2 separate regions of the Macaca mulatta genome follow, and region 2 is linked to region 1. The links are chromatin contacts, called in public Hi-C maps. All regions are on one chromosome and are shown on one strand. Each heading gives the region's core, a stretch centred on a gene start, on an enhancer-like site or on the middle of the called end of the contact. The rest is flanking DNA. Distances are from core to core; before and after follow the strand shown.

What was found. Hi-C and Micro-C count contacts between places; a contact is called where the count stands out from the background.
Region 2: a Hi-C map of CD4 T cells shows a contact between it and region 1, with 7 times the contacts expected there. The contact joins the promoter of C16H17orf107 here to the promoter of ARRB2 in region 1. A contact is called at or near these places in 5 of 14 Hi-C or Micro-C datasets (CD4 T cells, blood, cortical neurons and 2 more).

Annotation. Positions count from the first base shown.
Region 1 is chr16:6,236,496-6,243,368 of T2T-MMU8v2.0, forward strand. It overlaps ARRB2 (arrestin beta 2), which reads left to right and starts at 3,861. Exons shown (of 14, transcript XM_077970016.1): 1 at 3,861-3,982. It overlaps LOC144335278 (a long non-coding RNA gene), which reads right to left. Exons shown (of 2, transcript XR_013406009.1): 1 at 6,840-6,873; 2 at 3,858-6,161.
Region 2 is chr16:6,438,249-6,445,063 of T2T-MMU8v2.0, forward strand. C16H17orf107 (chromosome 16 C17orf107 homolog) reads left to right here and starts at 2,758. Exons shown (of 3, transcript XM_077970082.1): 1 at 2,758-3,054; 2 at 3,156-3,726; 3 at 3,822-6,157. The coding sequence starts at 2,938. The coding sequence ends at 3,862. CHRNE (cholinergic receptor nicotinic epsilon subunit) reads right to left here. Exons shown (of 13, transcript XM_077970053.1): 2 at 5,862-6,004; 3 at 5,691-5,735; 4 at 5,458-5,567; 5 at 5,171-5,326; 6 at 4,772-4,872; 7 at 4,264-4,464; 8 at 4,067-4,181; 9 at 2,690-2,804; 10 at 2,421-2,607; 11 at 2,229-2,335; 12 at 1,931-2,119; 13 at 1,287-1,839. The coding sequence ends at 1,964. It overlaps MINK1 (misshapen like kinase 1), which reads left to right. Exons shown (of 32, transcript XM_077969862.1): 31 at 1-36; 32 at 432-1,283. The coding sequence ends at 515.

The DNA.
Region 1 (6,873 bases), core at 2,611-5,110:
TCCCCTACCTCAGCCTCCCGAGTAGCTGCAGTTACATTCGCGCGTCACCTCGCCTGCCAAATTTTTTGGTATTTTTGTAGAGATGGGGTTTCACCATGTTGGTCAGGCTGGTCTTAAACTCCTGACCTCCGGTGTTCCGCCCGCCTCGGCCTCCCAAAGTGCTGGGATTACAGGCGTGAGCCACCGCGCCCGGCGCAGGAATCAATAACTCTAGGTAACTTGAAATCACAGACTTTTTAAACTACATTTGCAACTTCAGAAATGATACGAGATGTGCGCCTTGCAAAAGCCAATTCAAACAGTATGGAAGGGCATAAAGTAAAAAGAAAAACTGCCCCTCGCCGCAAGGCCCTGCCCCAGTAGCGTCTATACTTTCCTAATATTAGTCTATGCACAAGCACATAAATGAATATTTTACAAGATTGGGGTCTGCGTGTGGCTTTTTTTCACTCATGACCTTCTTTATGCTGTTTTTTAAACTGTGTGGTATGAATGAAATGGGTGCACCATGATTTAATAATTCTTTTTTTTTTTTTTTTTTTTTTTTTTGAGACGGAGTCTCGCTCTGTTGCCCAGGCTGGAGTGCAGTGGCGCGATCTCGGCTCACTGCAAGCTCCGCCTCCCGGGTTCCCGCCATTCTCCTGCCTCAGCCTCCCGAGTAGCTGGGACTACAGGCGCCCGCCACCGCGCCCAGCTAATTTTTTGTATTTTTAGTAGAGACGGGGTTTCACTGTGGTCTCGATCTCCTGACCTTGTGATCCGCCCGCCTTGGCCTCCCAAAGTGCTGGGATTACAGGCTTGAGCCACCGCGCCCGGCCAATAATTCTATTGCTGAACTAATATTTCGAGGCTGCTCCAACTTTTTGCTAATGTGAACACTAGTGAACATGCTAATACCTCTATCTTTGTGTATTTTTGTGATTATTAGCTTCAAATCTAAGAGTCATCATTTTTCCTCTTTTTTTTTTTTTTTTTGAGAAGTCTTGCTCTGTCACCCAGGCTAGAGTGCAATGGTGTGATCTCAGCTCACTGCAACCTCCGCCTCCTGAGTTCAAGTGATTCTCCTGCCTCAGCCTGCCAAGTAGCTGAGATTACAGGCACCCGCCTCCATGCCCAGCTAATTTTTGTATTTTTAGTAGAGACGGGGCTTCACCATGTTGGCCAGTCTAGTCTCAAACTCCTGACCTCAAGTGATCCGCCAGCCTCAGCTTCCCAAAGTCCTGGGATTACAGGTGTGAGCCACCCCACCTCGCCCATTTTTCCTCTTATTGCCTTCTATCCAATCCTTCAAGTCCTGGCATTCTGCCTCCAAAATACATTAACCCAACAGCGTTCATTTTTCTCCATCTCCACTGCCACTCGGGTCCAAATCACCATTCACTCTCACCTAGTCTCTTACAATAGCCTCTTACAAAGCCTTCATTACTCTCTGCTTCCCTCTTAGCACCCTTGTAGTCCCTTCACACAGCAACCAAAGTGGTCTTTTCAAATGTAAACCAGTTCTTGTCACTCCTTGCTTAAACCCCTCTGTGGCTTCCAAATGTGATGAGAATGAAATCCCATCTTCTCACTGATGCCTACAAGAATCCACCCAATCTGACTCATACCCACCTCCCTGACCTCAACACATACCACAAGTACAACTTTCCTTCTCTCTTTCTATTCTTGAGCCAAACTAGGCTACTTTCTATTCTCCAGCAAAACCCATTCCCACATCAGAACCTTTGCACATGTTGCTGATTCTGCTGGAGAAACTGTCCTTTGATCCTATGTAACTGACACTATCTTGCCATCCTGAGAGGGCTTCTTTTCAGGTAGCTCCCACTCCAACCCCCATCAGCCTCCATCACATTTCCCTGCTTATAATTCATGTCATTACCAGAACTTTATTTGCTTTCTTATGTATTAACTATCTCTTTTGTCTAAAATACAAACTCCATGAAAGGGCTGTTGTCTCCTACACTATGCTCTTCCCATCACCTAGAAGAGTGCCTGGTACATAAAAGGTGCTGAAAAGATATTTCCCCAGGCGGGAGTGCAGTGGCACGATCACAGCTCACTGCAGCCTTGACCTCCCAGCTCAAGCGATCCTCCCACCTCAGCCTCCCTAGTACCTGGGACTCTAGGCACTAGTCACTATACTTGGCTCATTTTTGGGTTTTTGGAGGTTTTTTGTTTGTTTTGTTTGTTTTTGAGATGAAGTTTCGCTATTGTCACTCAGGCTGGAGTGCAATGGCACGATCTCAGCTCACTGCAACCTCTGCCTCCCAGGTTCAAGTGATTCTCCTGCCTCAGCCTCATGAGTAGCTGGGATTATAGCCTAAATTTCAACATGTTGGCCAGAGTGGTCTCGAACTCCTGACCTCAGGTGATCAGCCCACCTCGGCCTCCCAAAGTACTGGGACTACAGGTGTGAGCCACTGCACGCGGCCCCCTCTGCTTTAAAAACCACTACTGGTTCCTCGTGTCCTTCTGCGGGGCCCTCAGTCTCGCTCCTTCATCTGCTATACAAAATCCTCCACAACCTGTTCCAGGCTTCCCCACCAACACCACACAACAGGATGTGCCTTGTCTTTCTCTTTGGAATGCCCTGTCTTAACTTCTGCCCGGCCCGGCACGGTGGCTCACGCCTGTAATCCCAACACTTTGGGAGGCTGAGGCGGGTGGAACACGAGGTCAGGCATTTGAGACCAGCAAGGCCAACGTGATGAAACCTTGTCTCTATTAAAAATATGAAAAGTAGCTAGGCATTGTGGCAGGCGCCTGTAATCCCAGCTACTCGGGAGGCTGAGCAGAGAAGTGCTTGAACCTGGGAGGCGGAGGTTGCAGTGAGCCGAGATCGCGCCACTGCACTCCAGCCGGGGCAACAGAGCGAGACTCTATCTCAAAAAAAAGAAAACGAAAAAAAACTTCTGCACATCCTTCAGAAAGACTGTCCTCATTTGTTCTCCGCTCCACCCCCGCCCGGGCCGAGCGCTGTTAGTGGCTGTGTCTTCTGACTCAGACCTCTGTAATAGCATACCTGGGTAATACCTGTGTATGTGTCTCCTCAACTATTCTAGGAAGTCAGGGGCCATGGTAATTCATATGTGTCCCCATCGATTGGCATAGTAAATAGCATAAAATAGGCACGGATGGGTGGGTCGATAGATGGACCGATGGGTGCGAGCGAGTGAGTGAGTGGATGTTAGCTGGGATGGGTGGGTGAAGGAGATGGAGAGTCAGAGACATTGGAAAAGGGAACCCTGCGAAGATCAAATGTAGACACCAGGAGGAGCTGACACGCTGCGGTGAAGAAGCGGGAGGGCTGGCCACAGAAGGCGGTACGCTCCGCGTGGAGCAGGTGAGCCGCGCGCACTGAAGCAAGTATCACGCAATTGAACTGCTCACCCACGTGTTCCCCCCCACCATCCTCCTTCCCAGACGGCGCTTCAGCTCATTCCACCGCCCCCAACAGCCCGGTCGCCCCCACCGCCACTGAGAAAGCAAACAAAGGGGAGGAGACCCCTAAAGGTTCTGGATGCCGAGGGCCAATCGAAAGACTTAGATCCCCTGGAAGGCGGGAGCCTTGGTTTAGGGGGGCCCAATCGGTTTCAAGGGGTTGCGGCGGGGCGGGGAGATGGGCGGGAAGAGCGGGAGCGGGCCCCGCGCGCGGGGGAGGGCTCCCCGGCTGGGACGGAACGCGAAGGGTTGGGGGCGGAGCCAATGGCCCCGTGTGTCTGCTAGGAGAGGGCGGGCAGCGCCGCGGCGCGCGCGATCCGGCTGACGCATCTGGCCCCGGTTCCCCCAGACCAGAGCCGGGCCGGGAGGGAGGGGGAAGAGGCGAGAGCGCGGAGGGCGCGCGTGCGCATTGGCGCGGGGAGGAGCAGGGATCTTGGCAGCGGGCGAGGAGGCTGCGAGCGAGCCGCGAACCGAGCGGGCGGCGGGCGCGCGCACCATGGGGGAGAAACCCGGGACCAGGTAAGGGAGGTGGGGCCACGCGGCGGGGCATGGGCGGCGGCTCGGGGCGGGGGCTGGGACGGTCCCAGACGAGGACGCCGCGGAGAGGATCTGGGGGCCGGACGCCTGGGTCCCTAGGGACAGCCATCCGGGGCCGCACGCGCAGGTCCTCGAGGATAATGAGGTTGGGGGGAAATGCCCGGGCCCCTGCAGAAAGCGAGGCCGGAGGGGGATCAGAAAAACCGGTGTCGGGGTTCTCTCAGGGATGTGGGGCCAGACTACTGGGCTCTCCCGTGCCCAGGAGTCTGGGCAGGCTGCGATGCAGGGACGGAGGGAGGAGCAGGTGGCTGGCCCCGAGGGGTCGTGTACGGGGAGGCTGGATGCTGGGAGGGGGATCCCCTCCAGACTCGTGCCAAGCCAATGCAAAGCCTCCTGTCCAATATCCCCCAGGTAGTCGCGCTGCCCACACCTGTCCCGAGGGCCGGGTGGCTCCTCATCCAAACTTCTACCTTCCCCTGGGTTGCCAGGAGCAACAGCTTCATCTTGGGAGAGCCTGACCCTTCCTGAAACTAGATCGGATCCCTCTCCCTGGGGGTGGGGGAGGCAGTATTCACGCTGGGCGCGCGTCCACTCCCCGGATGTTTTCTGTGCAATCGAGGCTCTTTCCTTCCACTGATACCCCGAGTTCTCTTTTTTGGTCTCTAGCAAAATCCACTTCCTGTTGTGACTCAACACCCCCAAGGGGTAAGGGGTGAATGCCTGAGTCCCAGGGGAGCAGGAGCAAAAGACAGAAAGGTTGGGGCTGTAGGCCTCAACCCAGAGGGGATCGGGAATAGGGAATTGGTCCTGAGCTCTGGCTTGCTCTGCAAAGCATCATATCGACCCCACTTCCAACCTATAGAGTAGGAGAACCCAGGTTTCTGAGCGTCAAGTAGATGAGTATCAGAAAGAGATCATCAGAGAGATGATCGGTATCCTGGATTAGGGTTTAAACATCCCAGAGAAAGGGGAAGTTGCTGCCTTGTGGGAGGCCCCTGATTTCCGTTATGTGGTTCAAGGAGTGGGACAGATGGACCAAAGGGGACTGCTGACTTGACCCAATTTCCCTCACCTCCATCAAATTCTGGGCCACAGGAAATGGAGAGAATAGCAGGAAGTGTGAAAGGACATCTGCTTCAGCTACCCCTGCCCCCATTGGGCACCTCCCTGGTCATCCCCACACTCTGCCTCCTTGGCCAGCCTAGTATCTGCACGCTGCTCCTCCTCAGCCTGGCAGGAGGTGGCTGGGTTAGGATCCAAAGGGCAGGTGCCTTGCAGCTGCTCCAGGGCAGTTGCCCCAGAGCCACACTGCAGTTGGCCCACTGACTGTGGCTGTCACAGCCCTGTGCCAGGGCTCCTAATGGGAGGACACCCTGGGACAAAGAGGAAAACCAGAAGCAAAGGGGAGGGAGAGCCTGGATGATGCCACAGCACTCAGCCCCCAAGTTGGGACAAAAGATAGGATGTTTATTCTAGCTGCCACCGTATCGATGTTTATTCCCTTTTATTGGTTAGGAATACCTGGGGGCCTCCATACCCTTTACCTTATAATCTTTGGACAGCTTGGCTTTCTGGGAAGAAGGGACAAGTGAAGTTGTAGCAGAAACTGGGCCTATGGTAGAAACCATTTAGGGCCAAAGGCCAGAGTCATTGCTCTCCTATATGCTCCAGCTGTCAGAGCTGTAGACCAGATGGAAAGATGGTTAAGTCTTACCCAGATACTGCGGCAACCTGCCCATTGGGGTCCTCTGGGAATGGGGTGGTAGAGTTGGAGGAGGGATGGGCTAGTTGGCAGGATTTCACGTTCTGCTGTCTATCTGAGGATCCTTTCCAGGGATCACTGCTGAGGCAGAGTGGATTGGAAGGAGTAAGGTGATGCTTCAAAGAATAGGCTCACAATTGGCCATATCACTGGGATTGCCAAACACTTCCTTACCCTCCCAGCAGTGGGTGGAGTCCAGGCTTAAATTGTTTCAGCAACTGGAAAGCGAATACCCTTCAATTGAACAAACTATTGATGCCAGCTACAGAGACGGATAGTGTAATATTGATTGAGAGGATGGACTCGGAGCCAGACCGCCTTGGTTTCTATTAATTCCCACCATTTACTCTCTCTGTGACCTTAAAACACTTAACCTCTCTCTGCCTCAGTTTCCTCACCTGGAAAATAGAGACATTAGGACCTCCATCACTGGGTAGTTTTATTTTATTTTATTATTTATTTATTTATTTATTTATTTATTTGAAATGGAGTCTTGCTCTGTCACCCAGGCTGGAGTGCAGTGACGCAATCTTGGCTCACTGCAACCTAAGGCCGGGCGTGGTGGCTCACGCCTGTAATCCCAGCACTTTGGGAGGCTGAGGCGGGTGCATCACCTGAGGTCAGGAGTTGGAGATCAGCCTGGCCAACTTGGGGAAACCTTGTCTCTACTAAAAAACTACAAAATACAGGCCAGACGCAGTGGCTCAAGCCCGTAATCCCAGCCCTTTGGGAGGCTGAGGCGGGCGGATCACTTGAGGTCAGGAGTTCGAGATCAGCCTGGCCAACATAGGGAAACCCCATCTATACTAAAAATATAAAAATTAGCAGCCAGGCGCAGTGGCTCACACCTGTAATCCCAGCACTTTGGGAGGCCGAGACTGGCGGATCACGAGGTCAGGAGATCAAGACCGTCCTGGCTAACACGGTGAAACCCCGTCTCTACTAAAAATACAAAAAATTAGCCGGGCGTGGTGGTGGGCACCTGTAGTCCCAGCTACTCGGGAGGCTGAGGCAGGAGAATGGCATGAACCTGGGAGGCAGAGGTTGCAGTGAGCCAAAATTGCGCCACTGCACTCCAGCCTGGGCGACAGAGCAAGACTCCATCTCAAAAAAATAAAAAATTATCCAGACAT
Region 2 (6,815 bases), core at 1,508-4,007, 200 kb after region 1:
CAGAGGCTCAAGTTCCTGTGTGAGCGGAATGACAAGGTGGGAGTCTCCTTCCCTCTGAACGGCCTGCCGTCCCGGCTGCTGTGACCCCAGGCCCCTGGGCAGAGGTCTGGGGAGAGGATGGTCGTGGTGTCTCCCTGAAAGCGGGCCCCTCTGGGAGTTCGGAAGGAAGGCAGCCACTACCACTGCCCTGCGCTCCCTTCAGTTCTGAGGACTTTCCAGCTGGCGCCCAGGGGGCTGGTAGTGCACCCTCTCCCCTAACATCCTGGCCTTTCCTCTGGGTGAGGGGCCCTGTGAGTCTCCTCCTGCAGTCTCTCTCTCCCCCTCACCTCTTCTGCCACCCCTTCTTCCCTTCTCCCCGCTTCTTCCCCTCTCCCAGTTCATTGAGACCCCTGACCCCAGCCCGTGGTGACTCCTTCTCTTGCCCCACCCAGGTGTTTTTTGCCTCAGTCCGCTCTGGGGGCAGCAGCCAAGTTTACTTCATGACTCTGAACCGTAACTGCATCATGAACTGGTGACGGGGCCCTGGGCTGGGGCTGTCCCACACTGGACCCAGCTCTCCCCCTGCAGCCAGGCTTCCTGGGCCGCCCCTCTTTCCCCTCCCTGGGCTTTTGCTTTTACTGGTTTGATTCACTGGAGCCTGCTGGGAACGTGACCTCTGACCCCTGATGCTTTCGTGATCACGTGACCATCCTCTTCCCCAACATGTCCTCTTCCCAAAACTGTGCCTGTCCCCAGCTTCCGGGGAGGGACACAGCTTCCCCTTCCCAGGAATTGAGTGGGCATAGCCCCTTCCCCCTTTTCTCCATTTAAGAGGAGAGTGCTTGGGGCTTGAACCCCTTACCCCACTGCTGCTGACTGGGCAGGGCCCTGGACCCCTTTATTTGCACGTCAGGGGAGCCGGCTCCCCCCTTGAATGTACCAGACCCTGGGGGGGGTCACTGGGCCCTAGATTTTTGGGGGGTCACCAGCCACTCCAGGGGCAGGGACCATTTCTTCATTTTCTGAAAGCACTTTAATGATTCCCCTTTCCCCAAACTCCAGGGAATGGAGGGGGGACCCCGCCAGCCAAAACGTTCCCCCCTTTCCCAACCCCCATCTCCTCCTCTTCTAGCCCATGCCCTTCCCCGTGGAGGGAGGGAGCAGGGAGCCCTCACTCTCCACGCCCCTTGCTTGCATCTGTATATAGTGTGAGCAGCAAGTAACCCTCCTCCTCCCTCCCCCCACCCCTCCTCAATGTAGTGGCCTTGGATATCCTGTTTGTTAATAAAGACAATTCAACCAGCTCCCACCATGCAGGCCCCATTTTATTGCTTTCTCTCAGTCCTGTATACTAGGCAGAGAGCGCCTCCAGGGTGCAGAAGAAAGGGGCAGGGTGGGCTGGGATCTGCAATGAGTGAGCCTCATGGGGGTTGGGATGGGCAGTGCTGGGCCAAGAAAACCTAGAAGAAATGACTGCAGGAGGACCAGGGCAGCCTCAGCCCTAAACTTGTGGGCCAGAGGGCCACCGGCACTGAAGGGGTTTGGTTCCCACCAGCTCCAGCAGAGCCAGACCAGGGAAGAAGAGGGTTTCCTGGCTCCAGCCTCCCTATGTGCAAGTCCTGCAAAGGGGTCTCCTGTCTGGCTCTGAGATGAACAAAGGCAGCTCACAAGCTGGCAGCCTCCAGAGTCCCCTGGGGCTGGGCCTGAGAAAGGCTGGGAGGTCAGCAAGGCTGAATGAAGGGCAGTCCTTGCTTTCTGGAACACTGGCACCTGAGAGCCTGTGTGAATCGTTTCCTCCTGCTGACCCCTGGACTGGGGCCAGGCCTACACACACCAAGGGGTGGGCACACACCATTCTTCCTGTAAAGTTCACAAAATACAGATTGATCAGCCGTGGGAAGGGATCATAATGCCGCGGTGGCGGCAGCCTTTTTCAAAATCAGTTTCCTACTGGAGATGGGTGGGAAGTTGAAGTCGGTGCGCACTAAGGCTGGATACACGGCGGGTACGGGAGATCAGGCACTCGGTTGAAGTAGGCCCCGAGGAAGATGAGGCTGGAGCCCACGCTGAAGAGCACCAGAGCGGCCCAGAAGCAGATGTTGTCAAGGGCATTCCCCATGCGCACCCAGTCGGACACTTCCTGGGGAAGGGATGGCACAGTCAGTAAAGAGGCAGCTGCTGGAGCCAGCTGCATGGGAGACAGTGGGGGGCCTCTGCCGCGCTCCACCCGCCTCTGGCTCCCGTCCCACCTCGCCGGTGGCCTCCTGATCTCTCGTGCTCTCGGCCACGAAGTTCACGGCATCCACACAGCAGCGGACCTCGGGGGCGGCGGCGCCCAGGCTCTGGCAGAAGGCAGCTGGCGGGGAAAACACCGGGGTGGGCCGTTAGGAGCCTCCCCCGTGGCAGGCACCCCCCGCAGCCCGCCGGGCCACTGTGCTCACCCGTCCAGGTCCCGTGCCGGTGCCTCTGCCCCTCAAACACGAGCTCGCTCCGCGGCTTTTTTAGTATCAGCTCCTCCGCGCGGAGCAATAAGCCCACAGACGACGCCCGCCTTGGAGGCGAGGCGGCTCGGGGAGCCTCGGGGGGCGGCGGGGAGCCCAGCAGGCGCGGCAGCAGCTCCAGGAGAACCTGGGTTAGAGGCGGGGCTTAGGGGGCGGGGTTAGTAGTAAGCTCCACCCCCACCGGGCCGCACCGGCCCCTCCGCACTTACGTGGCGCAGCCGCGGGGACATGCTGTGGGTCGTGGGCGTCCGCAGGGACACGTTGAGCACGATGACGCAATTCATGACAATGAGCGTGGCGACCACCATGACGAAAATAAGGAACCTGAGAAGCCCACAATGCGTGACATCACCGCTCCCCCTCCCAGCTACGGAAGGTGCCACGCGCTCTCTGACCTCACAAACACGGCTTCTCCTGGCACGGGTTGGTTACGCCCTCCAGCTGCGACCCCTGCGCGATGACAGACGCATCCCCCAGCCCTTCTCCCGTCCTACCACTTGTGGCAGCCATGAAGGGAACCCCCAGCTCCCTGGACACCCTGATGTGGATCTACCACTTCCACAGCTCCACCGAGGTGAGGCTACGCCCGCCGAGGGCAGCACCTCGACACTTTCTGGGTAGGTCTCCTGCGCGCCCTGTGACCCTTGCCCTGCTACTGCTCTGCTCCATCTCCAGGTGGCCCTCCAGCCCCCACTTCTGTCTTCCCTGGAACTCTCCGTGGCCGCAGCCCATGAATATCTGGAGCAGAGGTTCAGAGAGCTGAAATCCCTGGAGCCACCGGAGCTGAATATGCAGGGGATGCTGCCTGCCCCGAAGCCCACCCTGGGGCTGGTGTTAAGAGAAGCCGCAGCCAGCCTCGTGAGCTTCGGCGCCACCTTGTTAGAGGTGGGGTACTGGGGGGCTCAGGATACGCGGCAATCTGGCAGCGGGAGCAAGGACCTCTGCCTCCCCGCTAACCCCTGTGCTCCCATTGCAGATCTCAGCCCTGTGGCTGCAGCAGGAGGCGCGGCGACTAGACAGCAGCGCGGGCCCAGCCCCAGACGGCGGGGATCCGGGTGCAGCTCTGAGCCGGGTAGCCCAGGCCGCGGGGCAGGGGACTCGGCAAGCTGGGGCTGCGATGGGCGCCGGCGCCCGGCTTCTAGTCCAGGGAGCGTGGCTATGCCTGTGTGGACGGGGTCTGCAGGGGTCTGCCTCATTCCTGCGACAGTGGCAACAGCAGCTAGGCCTCGGAATCCCCGGAGAACCAGTGAGCTCGGGATGCGGGGTGAGTTGGGGGCCAGAGGCGGCGGCGGCGGCGGCGGCGGGGCTAGGGAGGCACTGAGCCGGACCGTCCCTCAACAGAGCTACTCAGGAGACCTCCAGGTGACGTCCAGCAGCAGTGAGGAGGACGGCAGACCAGGGACTCCATCCCCGTCCCAGCCCCACCCGGCGTCCGAATAAAGCCCAGGGCGGGGCGAGACAGCCAGAGCTTCTCCCGGGGTCTCTGGGTTTTGGCCACGCCCCCACCCGACAACCCCCCTTGGCCCCGCCCTTCACACTGGCCACGCCCCCGCGGGGGTCACCGCCCAGACCTGCTCCGCCCTTACCTGCCCAGGAGCGGCACGCTCAGAGACGTCTCTGGGATTTTCTGGGCAATGAGGAACAAGAAGACGGTCTGGGCGAGCAGGACGTTGATGGAGACCGTGCATTTCTGGCCGCCGGCTGGAGGGAGAGCCGGTGAGAGCGGGCCCCGCCTCCCGGGAGCGACCCCGGGTTTGGGTGTGGGTTCGGGGCCACTGCTTACCCTGCGCCGGCAGGAAGTAGGCGAGAAGCACCAGGCCCGAGATGAGCACACAGGGCACGATGATGTTAATGACGTAGAACAGCGGCTTCCGGCGGATGATGAGCGAGTAGACGACGTCAGTCTCCCCTGGGCCGTCGGTGGCGCCACTGTCGTGGCGGCGGATCACCCCCGGGCAGTAATCGATGGCCCACTCGCCGTTCTCTGCGGGACGCGGGCAGGGTCAGCCGGCTGACGGCGGGCTGAAGAGGAGGCTGCGGCTGTCTGCACCAGGGTCATGGGCCGTCAGGGTGGGGGCAATTCGGGCAGAAAAGGGCATTCTCTTTGAGGGTATGGAAAGCCAGAAGGCAGGACTAGAGTAACAATCGAGAATGATTTCAGGACAGGGGTAAGCTAAACCCGGTTGCGGAAGTCATCCTCCAGTGGCATTGGTCTGGGGCAAGCCCACCCTGGAAGTCCCCTCTCTGGACCCCGTCTAGAAGCGGGTTTTTCTGAGCAGGCGGGGCTTCACCAGTATAGGCCTCAGTGTCGATGTCGATCTTGTTGATGGTCTCGCCGGAGTCGTCCACAGCAAAGGTGAACTCCACTTCTTCGGCATTGTACGTCTGAGAGCTGCGGAGCCAGGGCCGGGAGCCCACCCCACAAGCTCTGACCCGGGCCCCAGCCTCAGACCCTGCCCTGGAAGCTGGGATCTAGCGGGGCTGCGAGGCCCCACCCCTTCACCCAGGCCCAGCCCGCGCGCCTCTGTTCCCACCTCTACCTCGGACTCCGCTCCAGCGTCCCACCCTGTGCCTACAACTGGCTCCACCTCCAGCGCGAAGCCCCGCCCCGAGGGCGGTGCTGCCACTTGGCCCCGCCCACACACAGGCCCCTCCCATAACCGTCCGAGCCTCGGAGTAACTCTTCCCACCGGAAAATAAGCGAACAGTTCTGCCAATCGAAGGGGAAGTAGGTGACCTCCACGGCGCAGACGCTGCGGTAGATGGCCGGAGGCAACCACGTCACGGAGCCGTCCTCGTAGACCAGCACGTTGACGTCGTAGGCCACGCCGAACTGGCCATCAATACTGTGAGCTCGGGGAAACCGAGCTTTTTGCACAGATCTGCACCCTCTCGGAGTACCCCCCCTTCCCCAACCAAGTCCAGCCCGCACCCCAGGCTGGCTTCCCTCCAGCCTGGCATCCGGCCCGGTTCTCACTTGTTTTCCAGAACAATCTCTGGCAGCCACACGAGTTCTGAAGGGACTCGCAGAATTTCTATGCCCCCAAAGTCGTCCTTGCTGTAGTTGAGTCGGTAATCCTGCCAATCCTAAGGGGTGGGGGACGGAAGGACGCGTACCCTGCATCTCCCACCTGGCGTTGCCTGGGAGGGGTGTGGGGGAAAAGGAGTCCCCTGGACAAGACCTAACACTGTTCCCCAGATTTGACTCACGATTCCGATCCAGACGTTAGTGGTGAGAGTCTCCTCTTTTTCATTCTGCAGATGGGAGATGGGGATGATTGAAGTGAGATTTCAGGGCCAGAAGTGAGCTTTAGGACCAAGCTCAGCGGTTGGGGCCAGAAGTGGGGTTTTTGGCTTGTGATGAGGGTGGGGATATCTTACCAGTGAGATGAGATTCGTCAGGGTGACCTTGAGACTGATGGTGACAGTATCCTCAGGCTCCCGCACTGGCCGGCTTCCTGAGTCATAGTTGTCGAAGAGATGGTGATAAAGACGCAGTTCTTCGTTCTTCCCCACACCACTGCCTGCGATGGGGTCAAGCAGGAAGGGTCATTGGCAATAATGAAGAGGCTGAATTACCTCTCCTCTCTGCTTCCCCTGGGTCCTCACAGGCCTCTGAGGCTGTGTATTATCCGTATCTGTCTCCTAAACCAATTATACTGTGCCTGGAAACCAAATACTGTGTCTCAGTCTTCATCTTGGTCTCTGTCTTTGCCTTCCCAGTCCCTTTATGTCGGTATCTGTGTGACCAATTGCCTCTCACCCCGGCCCCTGTCCATACCGAGGAGCCCCAAGAGGAGCAGGACCCCAAGAGGAACCCCTGCCATCCTGCTGCCTGGTTCTCAGGATTATTCTGAGCTCTGGAAGGCTTGGAGGGGGCAGGCCAGGGTGCATGTGTGAGGGGGAGGAGGGTGTTAGTTCCGGGCTGTTAGGGGACTGTCACCTAATCCTCTACTCACTCCTGCTGCAGCTGGGGACATTTTGGCTGCTTCCAGAGGCAGCTGCCCCATCCTGTGTTTCCTGCCCCTGCCCCGCCCCAGTCCAGCGTCCTTTGCCTGGTCTTTGGCCAGCTCCCCAGCCACAGATGTGAGCCTCTCCTGAGAGGCACCTGCAACCACAATCCTAGTAGCAGAGGGTGGGAGACACTGCTTTCAACAGGCACTGATGTCCTTTGAGTAAGCTGCCCTGTGTAGGTGACCCTGCCCAATGAACACATCTGAGGATGTGACACACCCCTTGCCTCCCATTCTCCCCCATGTGGAACACACACTATCACCACCCAAGCTCACAATGCCTTTCCTGCCAGCAGAGTGGCAAAAATCAGCCTCCATAAAG